Linked DNA regions of Hordeum vulgare: region 1 is linked to region 2. Evidence: chromatin contacts called from public Hi-C data. All regions are on one chromosome and are shown on one strand. Each heading gives the region's core, a stretch centred on a gene start, on an enhancer-like site or on the middle of the called end of the contact. The rest is flanking DNA. Distances are from core to core; before and after follow the strand shown.

Region 1 (6,330 bases), core at 179-2,678, 120 kb after region 2:
CCAGATGGATCCACTAAAACTAAAATCGACCAGATCTCGAAAGACACGCTAGAGACCATAGCTCCACACACACTCCGTTGGCGCCGGTATGAAAGTGAACGACATGGAATAGAAGTTTACTTAACATTGCATGATAAGACATTGGGGTGGGGATGTCCTTTTGTGGCACCAAGTTGCAAACAACATCGCTGAGCAAAATGTAGCATGAAGTTTCCAGCAATTTCCCACATTAGATTTTACAAGGAAGGTGGTCTTAATGTAAGCATGGGCTTTCTAGCAATTCTCCACATCAACTGAAAAATCGTGGGCGCTCCACACTACCCGAGGAGCAAGCTTGTTGTTTGCTGCCCTTCCTTCATGCTGTACACATGAATGTTTTTTACACCCTGTGGACCAAACACACACATCGATTACCGACTGATTTATCTGCATTCTCGCAAGAGTCACGTCTTTCATTTACCTAGAAGAGACAAAAAAAAACATCTGATTTTCTTTGCTGCAAAGCAACAGCGCATCCGTGATCTGTGCAAGGCAGGGCCGTGGTGCTGGCAAGGACAGCGCAAAAACGAAGAGAAAATGAAGCACGAAAAGAGCGCAGGTAACACCTTTTTTGCTAACCTTGCTCGGCATACTGACAAACAAAAGCAGACTGGCTCGTCTCCTCCCCTCCCATCCTCTGCTCGCCCGTTTGTTTAGATCGCAGCAGCACTTAGGCCCTCTTTGGAACCATCCAGATTATATAATCTGGTTTTTATAGTCTATTGTATTTTCAAACATGACAGTTTATATTGTAGATTTTATAAACTAGATGATTAGATTATTATAATTTCATAATCTGCTCTACCCAGCTAAAATGAGATTATGGATTACAAATGACGTGTTACCCTTGTAAACTTCAAGAGAATTACGCAGTGCCATCACCACTTTCCTATTTTTCCTTGTAAACAGAGGGCAAACATGTCATTGTACAATTTAAAAACTGGTTTACAGTTTATATAATCTGGCCTTCAAACATGCCCACCTGGATTATTTTTATAAACCAGATTATGTAATCTATATTCGTAATCCAGATTATCATAATCTATTATGGTTCCAAACAGGGCCTTAGTAACAAATTGACAAACCCGCAATCGCACTGTGCCATAAATACCCCTCCGCTCCGCTCCCCCGTTTCTCCCCTCTCTCTCTTCTTCCTCTTCCTCTCCCTCTCCCCTTCGCCGGCCTCCTCCTCCTCCTCCGCTTCCTCCTCACGCCCCTCCCCACCCCTCACTACCCCCAGGCGCCCGAACCCTAAACCCACGCATCAGCAGCAGCGGCGGCGGCGGCGCGGCCTCCGCCTGTCGCATGCCCGCTGCATCCTAGGCAGCCTGGGCCGCCGGCGATCGCCGGAGTCGGGGAGGGCGGCGGGTTCCAGTGCGTCGGAGAGGGATGGGGGCGGGCGGGAAGGGCTGGCCGGAGACGGCGAGCCGCGGGGTGAAGACGGCGTGGTTCATGGTCGTCATGGTGGCGTCGCTGCTCGTCGCGTCGGCGCCCGTCGTCGTGGCCGCCGGCGACGTGGCCGTCACGCTCTGGCTCGAGGCGCGCCTCGGCTGCCCGCGCTGCCGCGGCCTACGGGACCACCTCCAGCGCTACGCCTTCCGGAGCTCGCTCGTGGACATACCGCTCCTCTCCGTCCTCCGCTCCCTCCTCATCACCTGTAAGCTGCCCGCATTGCCTCCTTGATGCTGTTTTAGTGCGCCAAACCCGCAGGCGCTAACAATCGTGGGGAATCTGTATCTGTCTGGGTCGGGCTGGCTTGCTTCCCCATCCCCCGAGCCTTTTTTTTTTGGAGAATAAATGAAGCTTTGTTAGTCCTTTCCAGAGCCTATTTTTGGGACTCGAGCGCTTTGCTTAGGATTCTCCATATTTCTTTGTATTTATGCGTGAGGATTTGGTCGCCCGAAAGCTACATCTGTGCTTGTCTTCTTTCGTTTGGGCGAGACGATGTTTTTTTTTTTTTTTTGTATTAGTGCAAGTATAAGTGTCCCTTGTTATTACTCTTCAATTGCAGTACACCAATTTAGTTAAACCGCGTCATTTTCTTAATTAATCAACTGCATGAAACTTGAAAGACATTTGAAAATTTCAGGAACAGTTACAGTCTACAGCAGTCATCATCAGATTCCACTAACCTGCTAATGTACTTGTGCAGGTGTATACCTCGTGTGTGATACGTCTGGTCTCTCTCACGGCCCGTACCTTGGAACCACAACCTTCTGCTCCTTGGCTTCGCTGCTCATCTTGCTCATGAAGGCCTGCGTTTACACTCCAGCTCAGGACATTGGGCCTGAGCTCTCGCCGTCATTGGCGGATCACAAGCTAAATATGAAGAAGCTATGGGGGATGCCTGCGCTTTTCCTGTCTTCCTTGATCTTTGCTCTCGGCCATGTTGTTGTTGCTTACCGAACAAGCTGCAGGGCTCGACGGAAGCTGCTTATCCATCGCATTGACCCTGAATCGGTATGGCTTGCTCGCCTGAATCTCACCGCACATGATTGTTTCTATTGGTATTTAATGGCCTCTTCTGCTCCTTTTCAGATTCTGGCCTACAAGAACGCCTTTCCTGGATGCTACAAGGTTCCTCGGTCGCCCACTCCGCACAGTGGGAAGCTTTATTCAAGGAGCGAGAGCGAGACAAAGAGAAAAACTCTTGTGCACGATGACAGGGATATTCCAATCAGTTTTCTTGCTGATAGTGATAGCATGTTCATTGCTTGCCAGGGGATCACTGTACATTACAAAATGTCCGATCCATCAACCTGCATATCTCCAGCTCCTGAATTGTTTCCAGAAACTAATCATGATGCTGTCTCGTCAAGCATTTCTCCTAGAAGACTGAGGCATGAGAGCCCACCAACAGCTTCTTCGAGTACCCGTCGTCTTTTGAATAGGAGCTTTAGTCATCAGTATCACCAAACATCGTTGTATGCACCATTGTTGGTAGAACCACTGACCACTCCAACGGCGTCAGATGGCATCCCCCTTCTCAGTCTCGACGACGGCAGCTTGCAGGTGTGTCTGAAACCTATGGGCTTTGACCTTGAGGCTGGAGAGCACGGGAAATTTGCTGTTGTTTTGGTCCATGGGTTTGGAGGGGGAGTATTTGCATGGAGACATGTTAGTAATTTGCTTGCTCGACAAGTGGGTTGCAACGTGCTGGCCTTTGATCGCCCTGGATGGGGATTAACATCTCGACCTCGCAGAAAGGACTGGGAAGACAAGAATTTGCCAAACCCGTACGAGTTTGAATCACAGGTGATCCATCTTACCATCTATTCGTAGATCAGGTCATAATCTATTCTTAGGGTTGATTTATGTCACATAAACTCCTAATTAAAGTCTAGCAAGTGCCAACACCAACAACATTTACCCCAAAGTGGCAGAGCAATTTATTAATTTATTTTCACTGAAGTGAAATGTTTCTTTTAATTACCTCTCCCAATAACAAATTATGGTTAACTAGGTGAAATGTTGTCTTCTCCAAAATATTCTTTGTCATAATTCATTTTATAGTAAGTGCTATTGCTGCTTTTAGTTTCCACCCTCGGAGACATTTTAGCTTGAGAATATTCTCTGTCATCGAGAGTTTGTATTGTCACTGCAACTTTGAATAAATTCAGTTTGAACTACTCCTTCCGTTCCTAAATATAAGTCTTTTTAGAGATTTCACTACAGACTACATGTAGTATGTAGTGAAATCTCTAAAAGGACTTATATTTAGGAACGGAGGTAGTACGAAACTTTTTCCTCTGTATTTCAAGCAGCGTGATCATATTTTAAGAACACAATTTTGTATGATGCCCTTGTGCAGGTTGATCTTCTGATTTCATTTTGCTCAGACCTGGGCTTGGGCTCGGTCGTTTTAGTTGGTCATGATGATGGTGGCTTGCTGGCCCTGAGGACAGCAGAAAAGTTACGCGCTTCTGGAGATTCTAGGAAGGTACAGTATTTGGTACAGTATTGTGACCTTTCTTGGTCCATTGTAAATCTGTGACCTATCATAATTTTTGGATGGAAGTTTGTCATCATTGTAATGAACATATTAAATTAAATGTCCCCCTGTGTGTTACCAGGTCGAAGTGAAGGGAGTTGTTCTTATAGGTGTAAGCTTATCAAGAGAAGTGATTCCTGCATTTGCTCGTATACTACTGCATACTCCTCTGAGGAAAAAGCACATGGTGCGCCCACTTCTACGTACTGAAATCACTCAGGTGATCAATCGGCGAGCATGGTTTGATGCTACCAAGTTGACAACAGATATTCTTAACCTTTACAAGGTAAACACTTGCATTAGTTTACATTTACCTTTTAATCTATCAGGAAAGTCAAACCCTTCTGTGCAGATTTAACTATTAGTTGACCTAATGAGCTTTTGCATTCAGGCTCCATTATATGTCGAGGGCTGGGACGAAGCGCTCCATGAAGTAGGCCGTCTTTCATTTTCCACCGTCCTATCATCAAAAAGAGCTACGGAACTACTAGGATCAGTGGAAGACCTCCCCGTTTTGGTGGTAGCAGGGTCTGAGGATGCTCTTGTTTCTCTGAAGTCAGCACAAACTATGGCTTCAAAACTTGTAAATTCTGTAAGTTCTCTACCACTTGTCCACTTCATCTTGCGCAGTCAGAGTGGTCTATATTTCCTCCGTAATATATGGCACATTCTGGCTTGATTTGCATCTCTAAATAAATCTGTATTTTGCTTCTTGTTGTTGTGCAGAGGCTAGTAACTATATCAGGATGTGGTCATCTGCCACACGAAGAATGTGCCAATGCATTGCTCTCAGCTCTTTCTCCATTCATCTCAAAATTGGTATCATCAGATGATTCATTGCAAAGATTGTAGCATACACCTGTCCATCTTTCCTTTTGAATTTTGCTCTCTTCTGAGTAGATGACCTCTAGCTGTTGCGAGTTGGTGTGAGCCCATGTTAGTTGCAAAGTAGTGGAGCCTGACCCAAATCTCAAGGGTCCTAGAGCTCCCCTAATTTTTTTTGTCATATGTATTTCTGTTCCTGATCTGTTCAATTAAGCAAGTTGAATCTGTACAGCACATGCTTGCAAGTGTTCCAGTTCGCGTCTCTACTCCAGCTCCAGCTGCTAAAATAATAGAAATATTTCTTGAATGATTCCAGCGGAGCAAAATTTAATATCAGAAACCTGAACAACAATTTGTTAGTTTTTACTTTGCCGTGGAACATACGGGGACAATATCCAGCTCCAGCTCCAGCTGCTTCCTTATCATGTACGAGGAAAAAAATTGTAAGCTTGTGAAAATTCAAGTTCAAACTCATTTGCTTTTAGAAGCCTTCTCAATTGTGACATTTTGAGAATTTTTGGGTAACTTCCACACGTAATTTCTGCCTAGTATTCACCCAATGTATGTTTCCGTTGAATATTTTGTCCAAATGATGGTTGCAAAGGGGTGCACATGACATGTTGAGGAGATACTATGGCCCTGCATTTGAATAGATTCTGGATGGTTTTGTTGGTGTCACCTCCGTGGCTTCACATGCTAACATTACTTGCCTAAGATACTATGGCCCTGCATTTGAATAGATTCTGGATGGTTTTGTTGGTGTCACCTCCGTGGCTTCACATGCTAACATTACTTGCCTAAGCACTGTTGGTTGGTGAGGCGTGCAAACAAAGTTGTCCCAGGATCAGCTTCACGTGGCTTGTGTTGCAAAAATTACTCTCTGACGCTGTGAGCGTGTGACCTTTACATCATATATTTAGTACGTACAGTACAATTTAATTTGCACACCGCTGCCTTGGAACGAAAATAAAAAGAACATCAACAATTCTCATACAGCTCCTTGTAGTGTGCTATTTGCTGGTGATCCTTCTCTGTCCCACAGATACATAAAAGTTTAAGACTGTCTATCCGAAAATGAATATGCTACTCTTTAGAGCATCTTGAGCTGCGCCCCCAGCAGGCTCTTTTTTTATCACCGACGTTAAAAAATCGTCCAGTTGTACCCGTTGGTTTGGCCCGAAATTGGCGCCGGCGGACCCAGGACGAACCCAGCATGGGGGGGGGGGGGACTTGCTGAAGCAAAAAGTCATGTAGGGCCGCACTGTCGGCCACACTCGTCGATTTTCCTGTCGTTTCTGTCTTTTCCCTCACTTTCCCTCCCCATCATCCACATCTCCCTTCCCCTCCGTTCCCGCCATTCTCTCCATCTTCTCACTTCCATGCCGCCGAAGAAGGACGCAGCCCCTCGCCAAGCCACCGAACTCGCAACACCAAAGGCGAGGAAATTGAGGGCGCCGATGCCAAGGCCCGCGGGC
Region 2 (6,088 bases), core at 3,325-5,824:
AAATTGAAGAAGAAAAAGGGGAAAACTGATTAAAAATTTCATTAATTTTGAAAAGTATTCAAAATTTTGGAAAAAAGTTCACAAATTCAAGAAAACTTCAGAAAAAATGAAAAAGGTTCATCAATATAAAAAAATTTAGAAAAAATGAAAAAGGTTCATCAATATGAAATGTTTTCACATATTTTGAAAAGAGTTCATAAATATATGAGAATAGGAAAAATGGAAAAATAATACAGAAATAAAAGGAAAATGGGAAAAAGGAAAAGGAAAAAAGAAAAGGAAAAGAAAGGGAAAAGGAAAAGGAAAACTGAAACGGAAAAGGAAACGAAAAGGAAAACGGAAATGGAAAAGAAAGGGAAAAGGATAAGGAAAATGGAAATGGAAAAGAAAGGGAAAAAGAAAAGGTAAACAGAAATGGAAAAGAAAAGTTAAAGTAAATGGAAAACGCAAATGGAAGGTAGAACAACAAGCTAAAAAAAGATATAGTAATCATGTAATGTGTGCTGTCTAGGGTAGTTAGTTCGTCTAATTGGGAATACGGGTTTGCAGTTTGAATCCCATCGTTCGCAATTTTGTATATGTGATTTAAAAAACAGAAAACAAAGATATATGTCAGCCCAGCTCACGGGACGGGGAGTGCGCTTCACGCGCCCGCTAGAAAAATGGACTATAACGGGCCCATATAGGGATCGCCGGTCGGGACTACTCATTTCGGGAAGCTCATACGTGCCGCTCTCGACGGCAGGTTGTCGCTCGTTCGCATAGAGGCGGGCAAACTGGCGATCGAGATGGACCGGCCCACTTACAAAGGAACACCCAAGCTACGGTGTCCGATTTTAGGACCCTTCCAAAAGATTCTTGACCGGTTTTGGGTATCTTCAAGAAGGATCTTAAACTAGTATTTACACGGGGGTTTTCTGCCATTTTATCTTTGTTTGTTACTTTTTTCAGCGTATTCCTTTTCCGTTATTTCTGATTCTTTTTCTCCTTTTCTTTTTTCGTTTTCCTGTTATTTTATATTATTATTATTATATTATTATTCACTTTTGCTTCTCTTTCTTGTTTTTCAAAAAAAATTGAAACACAAACATTTTTGAAAATTTGTGAACAATTTTTGAAGCAGGGACATTTTTTGAACTTATCTACACTTTTTGAAACATGAACAATTTTTTAAACTTATGTACATTTTTTGAAAAGGCAAACATTTTGTAAAATTCCGAACATTTTCAAATCATGGTCATTTTTAGAACTGATGAACAACATTTGAAAATGTTTTCAGTTTGTGAAAAAGAAAGTGAGAAATATTTTTCGTAAAAGAGGAACAGTTTTTCACAAATTTACGGAAAACTTTGTTCATCAATTCTTGATTCCTGATTTTTTTTTGAAGCATGAAAATTTCAATATAAATAGTGAACAAAATTCGAAACACGGGAACATTTTTTAAATTCAAAATAAAATTTAGAAAATGTAAAACAAAAAAGGAAAAGGGAAAATGATAATAAAATTTAAACAAATATATTTTTTAGGAATCCATAAATGTTTCAAAAATATCGAACATTTTTTAAAATGCTGAAGATTTTTTGAAGTTATGATTTTTTTGAAAATCCAGCACATTTTTCGAATTTATGAATATTGTTTGAAAAACCACAATGTTTCAAAATTTGGGACATTTTGTAAAATCAAGAACATTTTTCTTAATAATACTGAACATTTTTCTTAAAAAGAGAAATTTTTGAAAATACCAAACATTTTTTAAGTTATGAATGTTTTTTGAAAATGGTAATTATTTTAAATTTGGGAGATTTTTCTTAAAAAGTAAAAAAACATTTATTTAATTTGAAGAACAAATTTTGAAAATTTAGAACATTTTCGGAAATTTTAGAACATTTTTCAAAACAAAATTAGAAAAAAAAACAAAGAAATAGAAAAGAAAAAAGAAAAACCGATTCTGGGAAGGTTCTAGAAGTTTTCCAAAACGAGAAAAAATCGGTTGAAAACCTCTTGAAAGGTTCCCAAAACCAACAAAAAGGCTTGGAGATGTTTCGCTTGAATGGGCCGGCCTTGTAACAGGATCACTCGATATCCGTATGCAAAAGCCTCGACTCCTTGTCGCAGGATGCGACAAACAAAAAATTCCCTTATTTTGCTACGCACGAAATTTCGGGAGGAAACGAAATCCAACCAATTCCTCCTCAGCATTGAGCCCTAGGTCCCCAATGTTGAATAGGCTATAGGGCCCCAAACCCCAACTACCTCCGCGTAGGATTCTATAGGTAGAATTCGAGGGACCTCCTGTATACCGCACTCCACGGTAAAGTGTCGTCGCTTTGCACGGGCAGCCTTGCACAAGGTCGAGAATGACCGCGAGAGAACATGAATTGTAGCTCCAAACAAATTCGACCTTGCAAGAAATCGAACGACTGATCTTTCAAAATCACTAATTGAAGAGTATTTAAAAAAAAATATCATTCTCATCTTTCCAGGTTTCGACAAGTGGGGCATTGGATGTGTGCCACTTGTCACAACATGGGAGTTTTTCCTTTTCTTGTAGATCTATATTTTCAAAATGTTTTATCTCCTAAATTACGCGTTAAAATGTCGAACTGTTTTCACCATTGGGTTCCTCGTGTCGAGATCTTCGAAACTAGATTCCATGTTAATAAGTTTGACAAGATTTTTACAAAAAACTAAGCAAAAAACCGGACGAAAAAACCATGCCTCTCGAAAAACAGAGAATGCATTTTATTTTCTTTCCGAGAGGAACGGCCGTGCCTCTCGCAACGGTAAAAGCGTGCATCTCACGGAAGCAAAACCATATCTCTCGTAAAAAAGTGTTTTTTGCCTTTCTGGGAGGCACGCGTGCATCTCACGGAAGCAAAACCATATCTCTCGTAAAAAAATGTTTTTTGCCTTTCTGGGAGGCACGACCATGCCTGTCGTGAAAGCAAAAGCATACCTCTCGTAAAAAAATCAGAAAACATATTTTTTTTCTTTCCGACAGGCATGGTCGTGCCTCTCGTAAAAGTAAAGCTATGCCTCCCACAGAAGTAAAACCATACCTCTCGTAAAAAAAACACGTTCTTTTGTCCTTTCCGAAAGGCATGGTCGTGCATCTCGCGAAAACAAAACCGTGACTTTCGCTAAGAAAACATAAAACGCGTTTTTTCACGCATTTTTTTTTCAAAAACCTAAGAAAGACCGATGAAAAACCAAAACACACAAAAAACCCAAAAAACAATCTGAAAAGCCAAAAACATATGCGAGAAAAAAATTGAAAACAAATGCCTAGAATACGACATGTGGTGGTGGCGGTTCAAAACGTGCCAAAGGTGGCTTATGCAAGTGATCGTTGAGAGGCTTAGAGGGCATGCTCCTCAACTAGTTCCTCTCAAGATCTCGTGCTACACACCAGGCACTACAACCAGCTAACCTAGCAAGCCTTCCCGATTAATTGGCAACATCAATATTTAAAAACCAACCCACAGGGCAGATATGAATTATTTTCGGAATTTTGGATGCATTTTTAAAAAACAACTGAGTGTTTTGTGAAACACAAATACTTTTGAAATTTAAGAATGATTTTCTAAAAAAAATATTTTAGAAAAGCATGAACATTTTTTAAAATCACGAACATTTTTTTTAATTCTGAAACAAAACTGGGCAAATGCGGACATTTTTAAACTCCCGATTAAAATTTGAAAATATGAAGAAAAAAACTATTTTTCAAAATGCGAACATTTTCTTAAACTTCAATAATATGAAAACATGAACATCTTTTGAAACGGGCACATTTATGGAAACATGAACATATTTTGAAACAAGAACATTTTTTATTGTGAGATTTCATAGCAGAAACATTCCAATCTTTTTTTGCAAAAACACAAACCATTTTTGAATAAGCAAACATTTTTTTAAATTACGAACAAATTTGAAAACATGAACATTTATTTATTTATTTTTTAAATGGGGACATTTTTTGAAATTTTAAAAAAATGTGATCATCTTTTGAAACGGGTGAAAGTTATGAATTTCACAGCGGAAACATTCCAAACTTTTTTTGGCAACTACAGAAACCATTTTTTGAATAAGCGAACATTTAAAAAAAAGGCAGACAAAATTGGGAAAAGAAACATTTGCTGAAAATATAAATAAACAATAAAAAAAATAGAAACAGGAAAACCGGGAAAAAACAGAACCCGATTCAGGGAAGCTTCTAGAAGATTCTCAAAATCGGATGAGGTTCTTTTTTGGTTTTTATTACGCTGTGTACGGGCCGGCCCATTGCCACACTTCGGCTGCTCGCCCCAACTTCTTTGACGTAATGAGCCTCAAATGGGATATTTCAGAATTCGAGGCTCCTCTGCGGGACAAACTTGTTGAAATCTTTGCAATCATTTGTATTTCACGGACAAGAAGAAATCAAAACTGCATACGTAGGCTGTTGGAACTAAAAGAAAATCAAGGATGCATATTCTAGTTTTCCTCCATCATTGGCAATGAGTTGCAGTTGCGCCGGGGCAGAGAAGATGCCTACTGTTGGAGCTGTTTTGTTCGCATGCGAATACTAGGGGCCAACAGTGGATCCAGACACCAGTGGTACGCTACAAAACACCCGGGTTTAGTGTGTCATGAACGTCGATGATTGTTCATCTGCATCAATAAAAAATACTCTATATGGTGTTGCTATCCATCTTCCTGGTTGCTGCCGCGGATTAGATTGGCAGCATTCACCAGACGACCAATTGAGCAGCCGGCTTAAACATATAGGAGTAGTATTAACAACTGGAATGCTTTTTGAGCTTGTCTCACTCCCAATTGACATTTTGCACCGCGCACAAGAAGCTCCATTCTCAAGAACGCTCTAGCAACATGGTCAAACAAACTCTCCTTCACTTTCTAGGATCAAAACAGACCCGGCTCTTTCCTGATTTGAGAAACAAAACAGACCCGGCTCTTTCCTGGGAAATCTCCCACGGCTGGCCACCGGCCCATGTGGATGGATGCGGCCAAAATTCCGGCATAAAGCTTGTGTCCTTCCGCTCCGTCGAGAGTACGCAAACAGCATTATGAAGTACGATGGCCATGTGGAAGGTAGCCACCCTCGCCCTCCTTAATAAAATCCAACCAACCTCACGAATCGGTTAAGCTCATGCTCTTGGAATTGTAGCTTTGCACTGCACACTTGCGGCGGAGGAATTTGACGGATAAGAATTGTTAATTTCGAAGCAACTAATGTAAGTACAATTTCCAAGGTATCACGACATGTGGAGATTAGCGTAATCGCTTGTGTTGGCGACATCTGGATATTCATACTATGTACACCCCGCCGCACAGGCATGTAACAAAAAAGGTTCAGAGAACAGCAGACACTGAAGATAAACAAACGGCCGCAGGACCATCTCAGCGGCGTCCTAAGCTTGTCGTCAATCAGAGCAGGGCAGTAGATGATTTTATTCTGGTACGAATCTGCACATCATTACACTACTACAATGGATGGATGGATGCGCGATTCATCTTTTAAAACCCAGCAGCAGTGCAGCCCCCCTCGATTCAGTACAGGCGTAAACATGTAGCAAACGTTACAGATCATCAATAGATATGGATTAGATGTTATTTCCGACGAAATGTGTAGACAAATCTCGATGGGCGTCGCTGTTGATGTCACTCACAAAGAGATGTTGCTGTGTGCAATCATAATCTCCTAATGAATCGAAAGGCAGCAACTGATTTTCTACTGATTATCCAGCGTCAAGTCATCAAACACCCCGCCATCTGTCCATCGAGAGTACTGTAAAGCATGACCCGTCAAAATCCGTAAGCCCATTATTGGTGCCGGGCTCATGGCTCAAAAAAGCTCTGCGCCGGTCATGGATCCACCGATGCATCATTTCTTTAGCATAAATTTCATCGCCAGAGGCCATGATCCGACTCACCCGGTGAAAAGTTTTAAGCAAAGATCCAGTAGGATAAACTGAAAAGACCATTCTCCTATACAATTCCACGCTAGCATTTTCGCTGTCACTGGAAAGAGATGAAACAAATCCATGATGGACGCATGGGCTCCCTCGCACCAACCAGTCTTAGTGGG

Evidence for each region. A called contact is a pair of places that touch in the nucleus more often than the background predicts.
Region 1: a Hi-C map of leaf shows a contact between it and region 2, with 6 times the contacts expected there. The contact joins the promoter of LOC123443973 here to the enhancer-like site in region 2. A contact is called at or near these places in 5 of 6 Hi-C or Micro-C datasets (leaf, seedling and an unstated tissue).

Annotation. Positions count from the first base shown.
Region 1 is chr3H:398,416,330-398,422,659 of MorexV3_pseudomolecules_assembly, forward strand. LOC123443973 reads left to right here and starts at 1,429. Exons shown (of 7, transcript XM_045120557.1): 1 at 1,429-1,696; 2 at 2,192-2,499; 3 at 2,578-3,294; 4 at 3,851-3,979; 5 at 4,113-4,316; 6 at 4,422-4,622; 7 at 4,757-5,089. The coding sequence starts at 1,429. The coding sequence ends at 4,882.
Region 2 is chr3H:398,291,122-398,297,209 of MorexV3_pseudomolecules_assembly, forward strand. No RefSeq gene overlaps it. Among protein-coding and RNA genes, the nearest start is that of LOC123443973, 120 kb to the right of the region's middle. Within about 2 kb of position 4,575, at least 1 of the 3 cell types and tissues checked has open chromatin away from gene starts, as enhancers often do.